Linked DNA regions of Gossypium hirsutum: region 2 is linked to region 1. Evidence: chromatin contacts called from public Hi-C data. All regions are on one chromosome and are shown on one strand. Each heading gives the region's core, a stretch centred on a gene start, on an enhancer-like site or on the middle of the called end of the contact. The rest is flanking DNA. Distances are from core to core; before and after follow the strand shown.

The links. A called contact is a pair of places that touch in the nucleus more often than the background predicts.
Region 2: a contact with region 1 is called in a Hi-C map of leaf, with 3 times the contacts expected there. The contact joins the promoter of LOC121204571 here to the promoter of LOC107947841 in region 1. A contact is called at or near these places in 3 of 34 Hi-C or Micro-C datasets (leaf and seedling).

Annotation. Positions count from the first base shown.
Region 1 is chrA08:92,446,245-92,453,941 of Gossypium_hirsutum_v2.1, reverse strand. It overlaps LOC107947841 (V-type proton ATPase subunit E), which reads right to left and starts at 4,306. Exons shown (of 6, transcript NM_001327537.1): 1 at 4,182-4,306; 2 at 3,993-4,093; 3 at 3,436-3,592; 4 at 3,123-3,340; 5 at 2,873-2,972; 6 at 2,356-2,622. The coding sequence starts at 4,283. The coding sequence ends at 2,587.
Region 2 is chrA08:92,605,828-92,613,524 of Gossypium_hirsutum_v2.1, reverse strand. LOC121204571 (brassinosteroid-responsive RING protein 1) reads right to left here and starts at 3,949. Exons shown (of 1, transcript XM_041074649.1): 1 at 2,952-3,949. The coding sequence starts at 3,666. The coding sequence ends at 3,166.

The DNA of each region.
Region 1 (7,697 bases), core at 3,057-5,556:
TAAAAAAATTCAACAAATTTATCCCTTAACTCTATACATTCTATCAATTTAGTCTTGATTCTTAAAAATAAAAAATAAAAAATTTATTTAAAAGTTAAATTTCTATAAAAGTAGATACAAAATTGAGGATGAGGTCTTCCAAACCTAGCAGGTGAAAGGCGATGTTGGTAGCTCCATAATGATCCCTTATTCAATAGCACAACAATGGAGGATGTGGAAATCAATGAGTTTGGAGCAAGGGTTATTGGTGCTAGTGGTTGTGGTTGTGGGAGATGGTGATGTCTAGTGCTTGGTAAATTTGGCGAGGACTAAAAAATAAGGCTAGATGTATAAAGAACATATTATTATTTATAAAATAAAACTAAAAAAAGGGGGGGAAAGCTTGAATCTAGTTTAAGTCTTGTTTGTGAATTCTTTTTAAGAAAATTGTTATATTTTTAAAATTATTATTTGAATAAATAAATTTCATGTTAGAAAAAAAAAGAGAAATGGGTAATATTTATTTGATAATTTATTTATAATTTTCTATGTATTTTTATCAAAAACCAAACTTTTAAATATTTTTTTTATTTTTCATTTTTTAAAGTTTTAATTTTTAATTTTTAAGAATAAAGACTAAATTGATAGAATATGTGAAGTTGAGGGTTAAATTTGTTAAACTTTTTAGAATTAGGGCCAAATTGATAGAGTCTATAAATATTGGAGGGCTAAATTTTCTATTATGCCAATAAAAATATCACATCAACTTTTCATTAGTGATCTAATGGATGAGTGACCAAAATATTAAATTTCAATAATGTTAGTGACTAAAATAAACACTTTTAAACTTGAATAACCAAAATAAAAATATGCTAATAGTTGAGTGACTATTTATATAGTTCATCCATTATTTTATTAAAAATGAAAAGATAAATATATTGTATTAATATTTTTTACTTTATAAAAGTAAGAGTGTTTTAGTAATTTCAAAAGTGAGTTAGTACTTAGTTGACTCGTCAGAGTAACTTAATTAAGGGTTTAATAGAAGTATAGATAGCTTATAGTATTATTTTATTAAAAATGAAAAGACGAAAGTACCTTCGTATTAATATTTGTTACATTATAAAATAAATAATATTTTAATAATTTAAAAAATGAATTGGTGCTTGGTTGATACATGATACTAACTCAATTAGGGACATAATGTAAGATTATAATATTATTTTATCAAAAAATATAAAAAGACAGAAATACTTTTGTATAACATTTTTTATTTTAATATTTTAATAATTTCAAAATTGATTACTGCACTCTTAACTCGTGAAAGGATTTAATACAAGTATATAGAGGCAAAACAAGTTTATTGCGACTATAATTTGTAGTGACTATTTTATTGATCGTCTTTAGGGGTATCTACTGATACTGCCCAAGCCAGCTTTAGCTGAATAGCCCATCATCAACACTCAAATCCAGCATGATGTCATCGGTGTTGTTAACCCAGGCACGTTTCAAGCAAAGAGTTGCACTATGGGCCTCGAGTAGACCTACTCATGGGTCGGGCTACCAGCCTAGCCCGAAGGCCCGCCCGAAATGTGGGATGGTTTGGGCAAAAATATAGGCCTAAAAAAATGAGCTTGGACAAAAAAATAAGGCCCGTTTAAAAAAAGAGTCGGGCCTCGGGTAAAATATTTTTGGCCCGGGCCGGCCCGGCCCATCCCAAATTCACTAAATGACAAAAAAAATCTGCTATTTTTTTTTTATTTTTGAATGTTATTTTCTTCTTGTTTTCTCCCTATTTTGCTACTATATTACTATTATGTTGCTACTATTTTGTTGTTATTGTTTAGATATTGTATAAAACTTATTTTATTATTAATTTTGTTATTATTTTAGACGTATTTGCTTGTTAAGTTACATCTATTTTAGTGCTATTTAAATCTACATATATTTTAAAATTTATTTTCAGTTTGTTAAAAAATATTTATTTTAATTTTTTTAGTATTTTTGATGTATTATATATATTTAAAAATTATATAAAATAATATAAAAATTAATACAAGCAGGCCGGGTCTGGCCCGAATTTTAGCATTTTTATTTAGGTTAGGCTTGGGCAAAATTTTAAGCCTATTTTTTAGGCCCGGCTCAACTCGAGCCTAATAAATGAGCATAAATTTTTAGTTAAACCCGACCCATGAGCACTTCTAGCCTTTGAGTGCAGCCTGTGGCCGGTAGAGTTTTGGAATTTAGGGGAAAGACCCGACCCACACCTGCCATCCAACATGGCTCAGGCTCAGGCTCAGGCTCAGTGGAATGGATCAGATTGGCATATATGAATGTTTGAGACCGTGACAAAAGGCTAACTTGCTTACCGAAAAGTGAATAAGCAAACATTTCAAATTTTATTCATTATTTAAAAACAGTACTTTCACAATCCCAGAAAATGATATACGGACCAATCGAACAAGAGTTTCACTGACTTTTATCAAACAAATAAACTATTCGGGGAGAACAATATGAGAAAGCAAATACATGGAACAAATAACTTAATCACTATGCTCTATGGCCGAAGACAAAAGCTGCTGAGAAAAACAATACCATCTTAAGCCTTCAAGCAGCAACCTGACCAAAAAGCCACTTGCGGATCTGCAATTAGAGAAACAGGGAAAGAATGAAAAATGTATTAATTTAAGGGTCAAAATCAAGCTATGCTAAACTTATATGATCAGAATTACAAAACCTTGAACTTTCCACTCAAGCTAATAGTTAATTAGAGAAACAATTTCTCCATTCAAGCTATGAAATCATGGATAACCTAGAAACTATAGGTGAAATTAGTATAAGAGAAACAAGTTTGAAATAATCTAAATGCATCTCAAAATCTAACAAAACCCACCTCTGGAAGTTTCTTATTGAATGCAACATCCAACCGTGCATCCAGGGTATTCTCAAACACAATTTTTCCATCTCGAGATGCTATGACTACACCTCCAGAGCTGCAAAATTTTAAAAAGAAATAAGTATTAGCATTCCATCTCTGATCTTGTTCAGTGAAACACATAATAATATACCGAATACCATCTCTGCTCATAAACCATAAGGAGAAACGTTGGTACAGAATACCAAAAATTTATATATATATATACCAGAAAGGTCCATGAGCCTCAGCATGATGATGGAAAAAACCATGATGATGAGAAGGGCCAGGGGGAAGATGGACATCATCAACGATTATCTCTGGTGGATGAACATTCACTTTAGAAGCATATTCCTCCTTTGCTGAATCCAGAACAGACTCCACCAAATGCAAATCTTCTTTGCGACAACGGAGTAGGACTCCAGGCTCTTTCAGTCTAACTAAACTCTGCAATAAAAGTTATTCAAATCAAAACCTCCGAAGAGTTTTATCTAATGTTGCAACTTTCCAAGAAAGGGTTAATGATCCAGAAATGCACAGACCTGAACAATTAGATCTTTCAAAAGCCTTTTGTAAACATGGTGATCATGGCTCACATTGAGAAGGTCCTTGGATGCTGATTCTTTCATTGCATTAACCACACCATCTTGAGCCTGAAGGACCTTGATCCTAGATGCATTAAGCTGCATCGAATACTCACTGCAACAATTAGAATAAATTGAATATTTTTCACACAAGAATGGGTATATTCCTAATTGATAACTCCTGAGTGCCAATTCTGCATCAAAACAATCTAAAATCGCTTCACTTTCACATCAATTATCACCACGATAATCAATCTTCTACAAGGTTCTATAAAACCCAAATCACATTAAGTTTTGGATTACTAACTACAATAGTGCCGTTTTGAAATCTGACTAATTTCCAATAAGTTAAGTGTTATATTTTGGTTATATTTAAGTAGAAATGTTAACCTCACTTTGAATTCAATCAAATATCCACTAAAACATAGAGATCCAGTGCGATAAATAAACTGAAGTAAAAACAGAAATTTAGACAGCAGAAAAAAGGGAAAAGTAAAGTAAATTGAAGAATTTACATTTTCTTTCGGATTTCAACTTGCTTCTCCTTCTTCTCGTACTCCTGCCTAATCTTCTTCTTCTCCGCTTCCACCAATTGAAGCTTCTCGATGTTGAACTCCTAAAATACACATCATTGTACAATCAATTTTTCACCATAATATCCAAAAAGAAACAAAAAGTGAATAAAATAGAGAGAATTGAAGTACCTCTTCAGCGGAAACAGAGATCTCGTTAGCCTTTTCCTCCGCTTCCTGGCGGATGAATCTCACCATCTGCTGGATCTGCTTGGATACATCAGCGTCGTTCATTTTGGCAGGGATCTTGATTTGATCTTTCGATGAACTTACCAGAGAAGAGTGTAGAAGACGACGATGTTTGGCTGGTATTTGATAGAGGTAAGAGAAATAAATCCAACTCTGTCGCTGAACCAGTTTTTATTTTTCTCACGTGCTCCGTATATGTGTCTGATCAAGGGCCGTTCGTTTAAAAAAACAATTCTGACCGTCTGATTGTGAGGAATACTGAATTAATCAAGCCTCGCGTTTTATCTCCGCTGTAGATTTTCTCTCTCCTTTCCACGGGATGATTAGAAGTTACGTTACCTTTTTAGATTTACTAGATTTTATTCCTCACATGCGCTGTTAAGCGGGGGTGAGCATGGATCGGGCCAACCGGTTTGGTCTGAACATTTATCCGAAATGTGATAGAATTTAGATAAAAAATAATCTTTTATAAAATGAATTAGGCCATAAGTAAGGTATTTTTTGTTCGATTCGGCCTAAATTCACTAAATGATAAAAAATTTTATTTTTTATTATTTTTTCTTTTTTTTGTTACTATTTTACTATTATATTGCTACTATTTATTTGTATAAAATTTATTTTATTGCTAATTTTGTTATTAATTTAAAGACATTTGTTAATTTTGTTATTATTTTAGAGACATTTGCTTGTTAAGTTGTATCTATTTTAGTGTTATTTAAGTATACATATTTTTTAAAATTTATTTTTAATTTGTTGGGAAATATTTATTTTAATGTTTTTAGTATTTTTGATGTATTATATATATTTTAAAATTATATAAAAAATAATATGGGTGGACTGAGTTAGGCCTGAGTTTTAACATTTTTATCTAGGACGGGCTTGGACAAAATTTTGGACCCATTTTTTGGACCAAGCCCGAACCTAGCAAATGGACTTGGAATTTTAGTCAGACCTAGCCTGGCCCGGCCCAACCCATGCTCACCTTTATTGTTAAGGAATAAATGCATTTATAAATTTTATATTTCATGTAAATAAAAGAGGTTGAAAATAATATAGAAATTTAGAGAAAGTAAATTATAATATTAAATTTAAATTTAAAAATAATAATAACTATGAAATATTTACTATAAATTAATAAATATATTTAATAAAGATGATTAAAAAATAATTATTAAAATCTTATATGTTAAATCTCTTTTTATTTTTTTAAAAATCCACCTTTCATCCATTTATAACTTCATGTATAATAAGAATAAGATAGAAAAGAAAGTATAAAAGAACATTTGTTTTGCACAGAATAAATAACTTTTAAAAAATAACATTATATTATATTATATCATCATAAATAAAATAATCTTCAGTGCTATTGGCCTCTGAATATTTATACTACTGTTATATATAAATTTAAACTTAGATTTTAATTGATATATAATTTTAACACTAATTAAGTGATAATTAAAAGATAAAATTAATCTCTATCTATATACGTAGACTTTCAGTCAAGTTATAATTTTATTTTATTACATTAATAAATATGAAAATAAAAAATTTTACTTATAAAAAATAAAAAATAGAATTTTTAAAATAATATTTTAAACTTAATTATTAGTTATTTTGGCTTATTGATAATGAGTATGCTTAGACTTTTATTCAAGTTATAACTCTATTTTAGAGTCAACAAAATTATCCCGATTTATTTATAAATAAAGTTATAACTAATTGTGAAACTAAAATAAAAAATAAAATAAAATAAAGAATACACAATTTTTTACGTAGAAACCCTTTCAGGAAAAAACCATTGGCAGAGGAGAAGAAAATTCACTATGTCGAATTCGAATTATTACAAGAAGAATAAACTATGTCTATTTATAGGCTTGTAAAGCCATATTCTAGTAAGACTGAAATACCTTATTCTAATCAATATCAAATAGATGGAATTTAATAAGGTTTAAAAAACCTATTCTAAAATAAAATAAAAGAAGTGTAATTCTATATGGATTCTTCTTTTATTTTATTTTACCACTGTATTTTATTTAAATAAGGATTCGGGTCATTGAATTCTAACAATCTCCACCTTGACACGAATTCTCAATGAACAAGTTCTTCATCGCGAACTCTCAACGAACAAGTTCTCCACCTCTTCCATAAAACCCCTTAAGGGTTTAAATTCAATAATAAACACCAACCAAGTCTAAGCAATGCTCAAACTTGGTTATAGGAAGTGAATTAGTCATCATATCTGCAAGATTTTCATGAGTACTAATTTTGCTCACAACAATATCACCACGAGCAATAATATCACGAACAAAATGATATCGAACATCAATGCGTTTTGTTCTCTCATGAAACATTTGATCTTTTGTAAGAAAGATGGCACTCTGACTATCACAAAATACTGTCCTGATTTGAAGGTCTTCATTGAGTTCACTAAAGAGTCCTTTCAACCAAATAGCTTCTTTACAAGCCTCAGTATTCGCCATGTACTCAACTTCAGTGGTAGACAAAGCGACTGTAGTTTGCAAAATGGCTTTCCAACTGATTGCACAACCTCCGATTGTAAAGATATAACCTGTGAGAGATCTTCCTCTATCAAGGTCTCCAGCAAAATCAGCATTAACATACCCAATGACTCCATCTTTAGTTCTTCCAAACTGTAAGCAAACATCAGTAGTACCTCGTAAGTATCTTAAAATCCACTGAACTGCTTTCCAGTGTTCTTTACTGGGATTCTCCATGTATCTGTTAATTGCACTGACTGCATATGATAAATCAAGACGTGAACAAACCATAGCATACATGAGAGATCCTACTGCACTAGATTATGGAATATGTGACATGTACTTAATCTCATCATCTGAAAGTGGAGACAAAGCTGGTGAAAGTCTAAAATGGGCTGCTACATGAGTACTAACAGGCTTAGCACTCTGCATATTAAACCTACAAAGAACTTTCTCAATGTACCCCTTTTGACTTAGGTATAATTTACTTGCTTTTCTATCTCTGAGAATCTCCATACCAAGTATCTTCTTTGCTGGTCCTAAATCTTTCATCTCGAATTCTTCACTTAGTTGGGCTTTTACCTTTCTTATCTCTCTTTTATCTTTTGCTGCTATCAACATGTCATTAACATAAAGAAGTAGATACACAAAAGAACCATCACTGTTTTTCTTAAAGTAAACACAACTGTCAAAACTATTTCTTTTGAAATCATGAGAAGTCATAAAGGAATTAAACCTCTTGTACCACTGTCTTGGTGACTGTTTCAAACCGTAAATGGACTTTTTCAGCAAGCAAACATAGTCATTTTTTTCTAAGATTGTAAAACCCTCTGGTCGTTGCATGTAAATATCCTCCTCAAGTTCTCCATGTAAAAATGCAGTTTTTACATCTAACTGCTCAAGCTCTAAATCATGCATGGCCACAATACCAAGCAAAGCTCGAATCGAACTATGCTTAACA
Region 2 (7,697 bases), core at 2,700-5,199, 160 kb before region 1:
GCAAAGTTGAGACTTGAACCCAGGACCTCTCAAACACACCCAGAACACTTAACCACTGAAGCAGACAGATATTTGTGTTAGATATTTACAGTATCAGAAATAAATTATTCAAGGCGTTACATTTGCGTCTAACATTAAAAAAGTAACCTAAGTTAAAATTTTACTAGTTTCATTTGAACTTACAAGCGACTATTTGTGATGTAGGTTCTGATTAAAGAGTTGGTATGCCAAAAGGTACCAAGTCAGGATTGCGCCAAGGTAGCAGTTCGAATTGCGACATTATGCATATAGAGGGCACCGTAAGAAAATGGCATTTAGTACGCTACACCATGAAAAGTCAGCCTTTACCAAAGTTTTAAGTTGTAACGTCTTACGTTGTTTTTTGAAAATTAGATGTAATTATTAGATATCCTCTTTTATTTTTAAGAATAGTACAAAAAGAAAAATGAAGTAAGTTTTAAAATGGTTTTTCTCCTGTTGTAATTTTTTTTCAAAGTGTTTATGTATTGAAACATCCGATATCTGGATCCAGTGATTCGGGTCTAGCAGAGGGTGTTACACCAATGGATTCTTTTGAGATCTAATAGCGATTTGTCCTTGAAAGAGTGGTGTGATTCGGATTAGGTTGCTTGTCCATTAACTCCGTATTCACTTACTAGATGGCTTGTCTTTCTGGGACAATCTCCTATTTCCTAGAAAACTAAGTAACAACATATTGTTTCCCATTCTTCTATCGAGGCTGAGTATAGGTCTATGGCTTCCATCACTTATGAGCTCAAATGGTTGAACGCCTTGCTATTGAGCTTAGGTGTTCATTATTCAAAAGCAATTCTTTTATTTTATGATAGTCAATCTGCAATCTGCATTGCATATTGCACTAAAGCTCATATTTCACGAGCGTACTAAACATATTGAAGTGGATTGTCATTTTGTTAGGGATACAATCTAGGATGGGTTCAGTACACTTCTTATGTTCCGACCTCCATTCAGTTCGCTGACATTTTTACAAAGGCGCTTGGTAAACTACAATTTGAATATCTTCTCAACAAGTTGGGCATTTATGATCTTCATGCTCCAACTTGAAGGGGTGTTAATATATTATTATGGGATATTATCTTTTAGCAATTTGATTCTTAATGAGATATTACAGAATATTTTGAGATATTATTTCTTAGCAATTTGATTCCTAATGGGATATTATAAGATATTATTATGGGATATTATATTTTAGCAATTTGATTCCTATGTAACTATTATTGTATAGATATATATATACACCTTTGAGGTCTATCAATAAAATTTAAGAGATTGCCCTATTTTTGTCATCTTTTTTCTTCCGTTGTCACTTTGATTAAAACAGAAGTTCTAGTTGCCTATTCCTCTTTTCCTATTTCAGATTAATTTGAGAAATAAGATATGGAATAAATTATTAGAGAGATGGTTAAAATAAAATATTATAAATTTCAACATTTTGTATAGTAATAATAAATAAAAAGAAAGAAGCAAAATCTACAATTTAGTAAAAGGTAAGCTACATATTTAGTCATTTATGTATGATTTAAATTATATTTTTGTCTAATTTAAATTATATTTTTTCACTGAAATTTAAAACGTTATGATATGGTCACTAACATTATCAAAAGTTACAATAAGATCACCCACGTTATTGATTTGTTACACTTTAGTAACTAAGTTACTAACCATCATTAATGATATTATTAAAAGCTAACATGACACGTTTTATTATCATTTTAGACGAAAACTTTAGATTAGATTGGTCAACTAGTCCCTCCACTTTTTGAGCAATTTAATTCTTTTCTATCTTATTTGATTTTATTTTAACTTCCTTTTTCTTTACAAAATATTTGAGAAACAGAGAAATAGATTTACACAATTAGTTTAAGACCATTAAGTAAGAATTTAATATTTGACCAACATAGACAAATTATAAGATTAGTTGTTAGGTAAAAAAGAAAAGGAAAAATTACTTGTTTACTTAAAACCGTTCAGTCTTTTTTTTTCACATTTTCTTTTATCTCAACCAATTTCTTTCAATATCCTCGCAACATCCTTGCCTTCTAAAATCTTTCGTAAAGAAAAAAGGAAAAAGGAAAGAGAAAGTTAAACGTTAAAAGAAAATAAAAGATAAAGATTTAAATTTCTCGAAATGAAAAAGAAAATATATAGAAATTAGTTATGCAATTTAATCTAAAATTTTCGTCAAAATTATTGATATATTGTGTCAAGTTAATTTATCATTACAATGTTAATGATAATTAATGGTTTTAATAATCAAAATAACTTTTAGTAATCATACAATACTTTTGATAATATAAATGACCATATTATAACTTTCGAAAGTTTGATAACCAACACATAAATTAAACAACACATAAGTAATTAAATTTATATTTTACCCTTAATAAAATTTTATATTCCAACCAAATAAATTAAACATAATAATATAATAATATTCCAAGAAATAATTTTACATTTATTTAACAAAACACATATAACATTTACCATCTACGCATGGAAATTTTAACAGAAGACTTGGGTGATATAAAAGAAAGAAAAAGGAGTAAAGCGATGTATCCACTTCTTTAATTTGGAGATTGACACCAACTATTGAAGTTGTTGCTTGTTTTCAAGTAAATGGAAAGAAGAGAATCCAATTGATTGGATTTTTTAACAGACATTTCATTAATCTCAGCTTTTTGCTATTAATTCCAAAATGCATCTAAAGAAAGGAGGAGAGAAATAGGAGAAGAAAACAATGAAATCCACATAATGTTAATCGTTAATATATTATCAAGTGGGGGAGTTTAAAACAACCCCCAAACACCAAAACTTTGTCCAAACCCTCAATTCCAAATCATTTAGCATCAATTCCATGCCTTAACTACTATTATCATATATAACAAAAAAAAAAGAAAGAAAAGAAGAAGAAGAAGCACAACTATCAAAATCCATTCCAAAAAATAAAGTAGTTTGCAAAAATAAAACAACTCTGCGTTGAATAGCTAAAATTTTCTTTTCCTTCTTTTTTTTTTTCTTCATGGCGGTAATTTCCCGGATTTTCATGTATATATACAAACCAACTCCTTAAAAAGGTGATAAACAAAAAAGCTTCATTTTTTTTTGTTGGGAAGCAGACAGGTATAACTACAAAGCAGTAATTTGAGAATAATCACCAAAGACTTCAGGGATCCCAGAGGCAGCCCACAGCCTCTCATTAAACGTTTGTTGCATATCATCAGGAACAAAACTTGTTCTACAAAGCGGACATGTTTTCTGATCATACCCCATCCAACGGTCTAAACAGCTCCGATGGAAAATATGGCGGCAGTTGGTCAGCCGCCTGATCTCATCCTGCCCTTCGAAGTCGTACAAGCACACGGCGCAGCTCTCCGGCGGGTCAACGAGGTCGGAGAACTTGACGACGGGTAGGAGTTCCCGGATGAGGAGAGCAGATACGGGGGCGGCGGAAGCGTGGTGGGTTTCAGGGGCGTATTCGCCCCAAGGAATGTCAGGTTCGAGGAAATCGGGGAGACCCAAATAGAGGAAGAGAGTGGAAATGAATTTGCGAAGGTAAGCAAGGAGAGAAAGCGTGTGGAGAAGCAATCTTGGAAGAAGAAGCTCGGAGTAGGCTACTGGGAAACCCATGTTTTTGTTCTAACTTTAGATACAATGTGAGATAAGCTATGGTTTCCGACGCTTTGGGTTTTCTTTCTTCTTGAGTGATAGATAAATAGGAAGAGATGGAGAGAGTTGGAGTGAGTATATATAGAGATTTTCCAACTCAAAGAAGCTCACTTCAACAATAAAAGAATATTTTGGATTCATCTTTGTAAGCTTTTGTTTTAAGGTTTAATTTAATTTTAAAAATGTTTATTTTTGTTTTCACAAACAATGAATAAAAATTCCGATAGGAGTGGGTAAAATGAAATGATTAAATAAAAATGATTGTGACCAAACCTAAAATTCAAACCGCACTGCCAACCACCCTTGCTTTTATCATAAAGTTGACAGATTCTTGTGATTTCATTAGGGCATACTTCTTTATTTTTGCCTAATTCTATTTTTATTTATGCATTAATTTTAATTATAATAATACATATGTATTACTTGTAATTGTGACTTAAAAAACAGAGAAAGTTTGGAAAGCAAATAATAACAAGTCCAGTAGAAAGGTACCTTCCAAAAAAAAATTGAAGTTAATTATATATATATATAAATATGAATATAAAATTAAATTTTAATTTTTAATAATTATATAAGTTTTTGGAATTCATACAATTTGAATGTAAATAAAAAGAATATCAAACCTCAAATTCAGACAATTTTTTTTCCTTTGTTAATTCAAATTTCAAAAGAATAGGATTCCATGCAAGGATATTTGTTAAAGCATACTAAAATAAAAGTAAAAAATGAAATTTGAGAGGGCTAAAAGTGAAACCTAATTCTTCAAGAATTTAAATTTTAAGTGAAAGAAATATGTAGTATAAATATCAAATGATGAAATAGGGTGGTCCACAGAAATTAATAAATGAAAGATACATACCATCTAAGCGTTGACAAAGATCGCTGTTATGATTAGTCTTTCTAAAAGGGTTGGTATAAGGGTTTATTTTGTAAAAGAATGTATCAAAATTTTATAAATAGGTTAATTAATTTTTGTATATTAAAAATAGATCAAATTTTTAATAAAATAAATTATTTTGTTTTTTAATTTAATATAAAAAATTAATCTATCTATTTTTTGAGTGAATAGAACAAAATATAATTAATACCATAAACTTACTTATCTCATAAAATATTTACAGGTATCCTCTTCATTAAGTTTGTTGCCTAAACAATAATTGCAATCTTAATTATTTTATTAAGTATTTATTTATGTTAAATTAGTTTTATTTGATAATATCTTTTGATATAACAAATTAATATGTTTTTGAATAAAAATTAAAGTTAAATAAAATTGATAAAATAATAAAATCAAGTCTAAATGGTTTCAATTGTGTTAAACATTTTCAATCAATTTAAAACTGTTTTAAAACAAGTTAGTATTGCTCCATGCCAAAAAGTAGCAACACTATTTGGTCAAATATTAATAATTTTTAAAATATCAATACTCATTTTAAAATCGATATCAAATTGACATTCTGTTTTCAACCAATTCAACTAAGTATCGGTCCAGTATCGATACTTTTCATATGGTATCAATAAAAGCTCATTGGTAGTCACTGAAGTTCGCATTAAATGCAAAAGTTATCAATACATTTTTAGTTGGTATCGATACTCGCTATCATAGGTGAATTAAATGCACTAGTTTTTAGATCCCTAATGGCTCTATTCATATCTCCAACAACCACAACAATTGGAAATTGATTAGGGGTATAAATATCAGCTTTCAGAGATCCTACAACAAGAGAAACCATCAAGCTTAAAGATCAATAAAAAACAACCTTAGTGCTTAATTTTTTCTTACTTTTCTTGTACACACTTGTGAGCTTTCATTGTTATTCTTTAGCTTAAGTGTATTCTTATTTATTTATGCTTAATTGGCAAACTTTTTGATCTTGTAAGGATTACTTCTTAGTTTGATATTTGTTATTCTCTTTAGGAGGATTGAATCTTAAGGTTTGGTGGAGTTGCAATTTCAGATTTTGGGTAGAAATTTTAAGGGAAATTGTAAGGATAAACATTATCCTCAAAGGTTGTCAAATTAGTGAATTTGGAAAAATCCTTAGTTGTGGAAAGCTAAGGTAGTAGAGTAGGCAATTGGGGTCGAACCCCTATAAATCGTTGTGTTCTTTGTTGATTATTTTTTCTTTGCTTCTACAATTTTCTTAAGGGCCAATTCATCTTCCCTCTTGGCGATTTCGAGTTGATCATTCGAACTAATAATTTATTATTATTTTAAACTTTTCATTGTATTAGAATCTGATAATCGAATTTATCATTTTTATTACTTCAAATTAGCTCAAATAAACACTTCTTACATATTCTAACAACATATTCGAGCAAGATATGTCATATTCAAATCCCAAATATATTTATCAACTTTCATTATTATTCATTAAGGATATTGCAAAATCAATTAAATTGTGCAACCAAAAATTATTGTCTAATATGTTTACCTTAATACTCTAATATATAATTTTTTCCCCTTATATTAACAAAATTCATTGTTGCAGTCATGCAATAAATTATTTATATGAAAATAAAAAGTACAATTTTCTATATTTTTAAAACTATAATAATATCATATTCTAAAATTTTTAATTTATTTAAAATTTAAATAATGTACACTATTAGCCCATGCATTACATGATTATGTAGACTAATCCAAATCTATTTGAAAGATTGATTAAGAGATTTCAAAGTTACTTATGATTTTAACACCTAATTACACGACTAATTAAAGTTGGTTTTTCTTTTCAATTACAAGGTTCAACCATATTGATAGTTAAAATTATAAAATATACCCATATTGAGATTTGAACTTGAGAATTAAAAATTGTGGCATCTTTTTCTTGATTAGAGGTGTTCATTAACAGGGTTTGATTGGATTTAAACTAGAGCTAAGCATGATATTAACATATTTTATATTGTCTCAAGTTTGGTCTAGCTTGAAATATGGACCTAAAATTTTGCTCAAATCCACCCATTTTTTTGTAAATAACTAACCCAAGCCCATTTTATATCCATCTATATTATTTGTTATTTTTTATTGAAAATATTTATATTATTCTTATTTTTTTTTCATTTCTTAGAATTTTATATATAGACATTTTAAATTTTTTAAAGTTTACATTATAGTATGACATGTTACTATAGATTTAATTTTGTGTGTTATAAATTACATAATATAATATATTGTAAAATTAAAAAAAGAGTTAGAGAGGGACGGGCTCGGGCCTTGAATGAGCCTGAGTTCGGTATATATTTTAAACATATCTAATTTTTTTGTCCAAGTCTAATATCTTTGTGCAAACCTTCCTAATTTTTGAACAGGCCTTCGAGCAAGTTTAGATGGATAGTTTGACCCATAAACTTATCTATTTTTTATATTAAGGTTTTATTGATAAAGTTGCGATTTTTTTATGATATCCATATGTTTTTTTCCTTTTTTATGATGCAATCATAGATTTTAACTCAATTATAAGATTTTAGAATATATAATAAGATTTTATATTTTTAATAAAATTGAAGTAGCATGTATATGTTAGATTAATTTTCTATGTATTTAATCTAAAGTTAATATATCTTTTCATAAAAAAATTCAAAATTCAACCATTAATTGTCCCCTTCACCCCTTCCACATGTTATGTTCTAAACTTGCATGTGTGAATAACTCCATCAATCATCATATAGCAACGAAAACTACGGATTCTCAATTATCAAGAAATGGGTCATAAAGGGAAAAATAGAAAAAGAAAAAGGAAAAGGAAAAAAGAGCTATGGTGGTGAAATGCCCTATACATAAAGAGGGGTTCTTGGTTCCACCAATCATCTTGGTGATGCCCCAACAACGCCAATGAAGAAAACGGTACAAGAAGTAATTATAATATGAACACATAAATGTATTAAAATTTATAATTTTATTATATATATAAACGGAATAAAAGAAAAATTATGTATGGACATGGCGTGTGGGGTTGACACATCAAATGGTGTGTCATTTGTCCCACTAA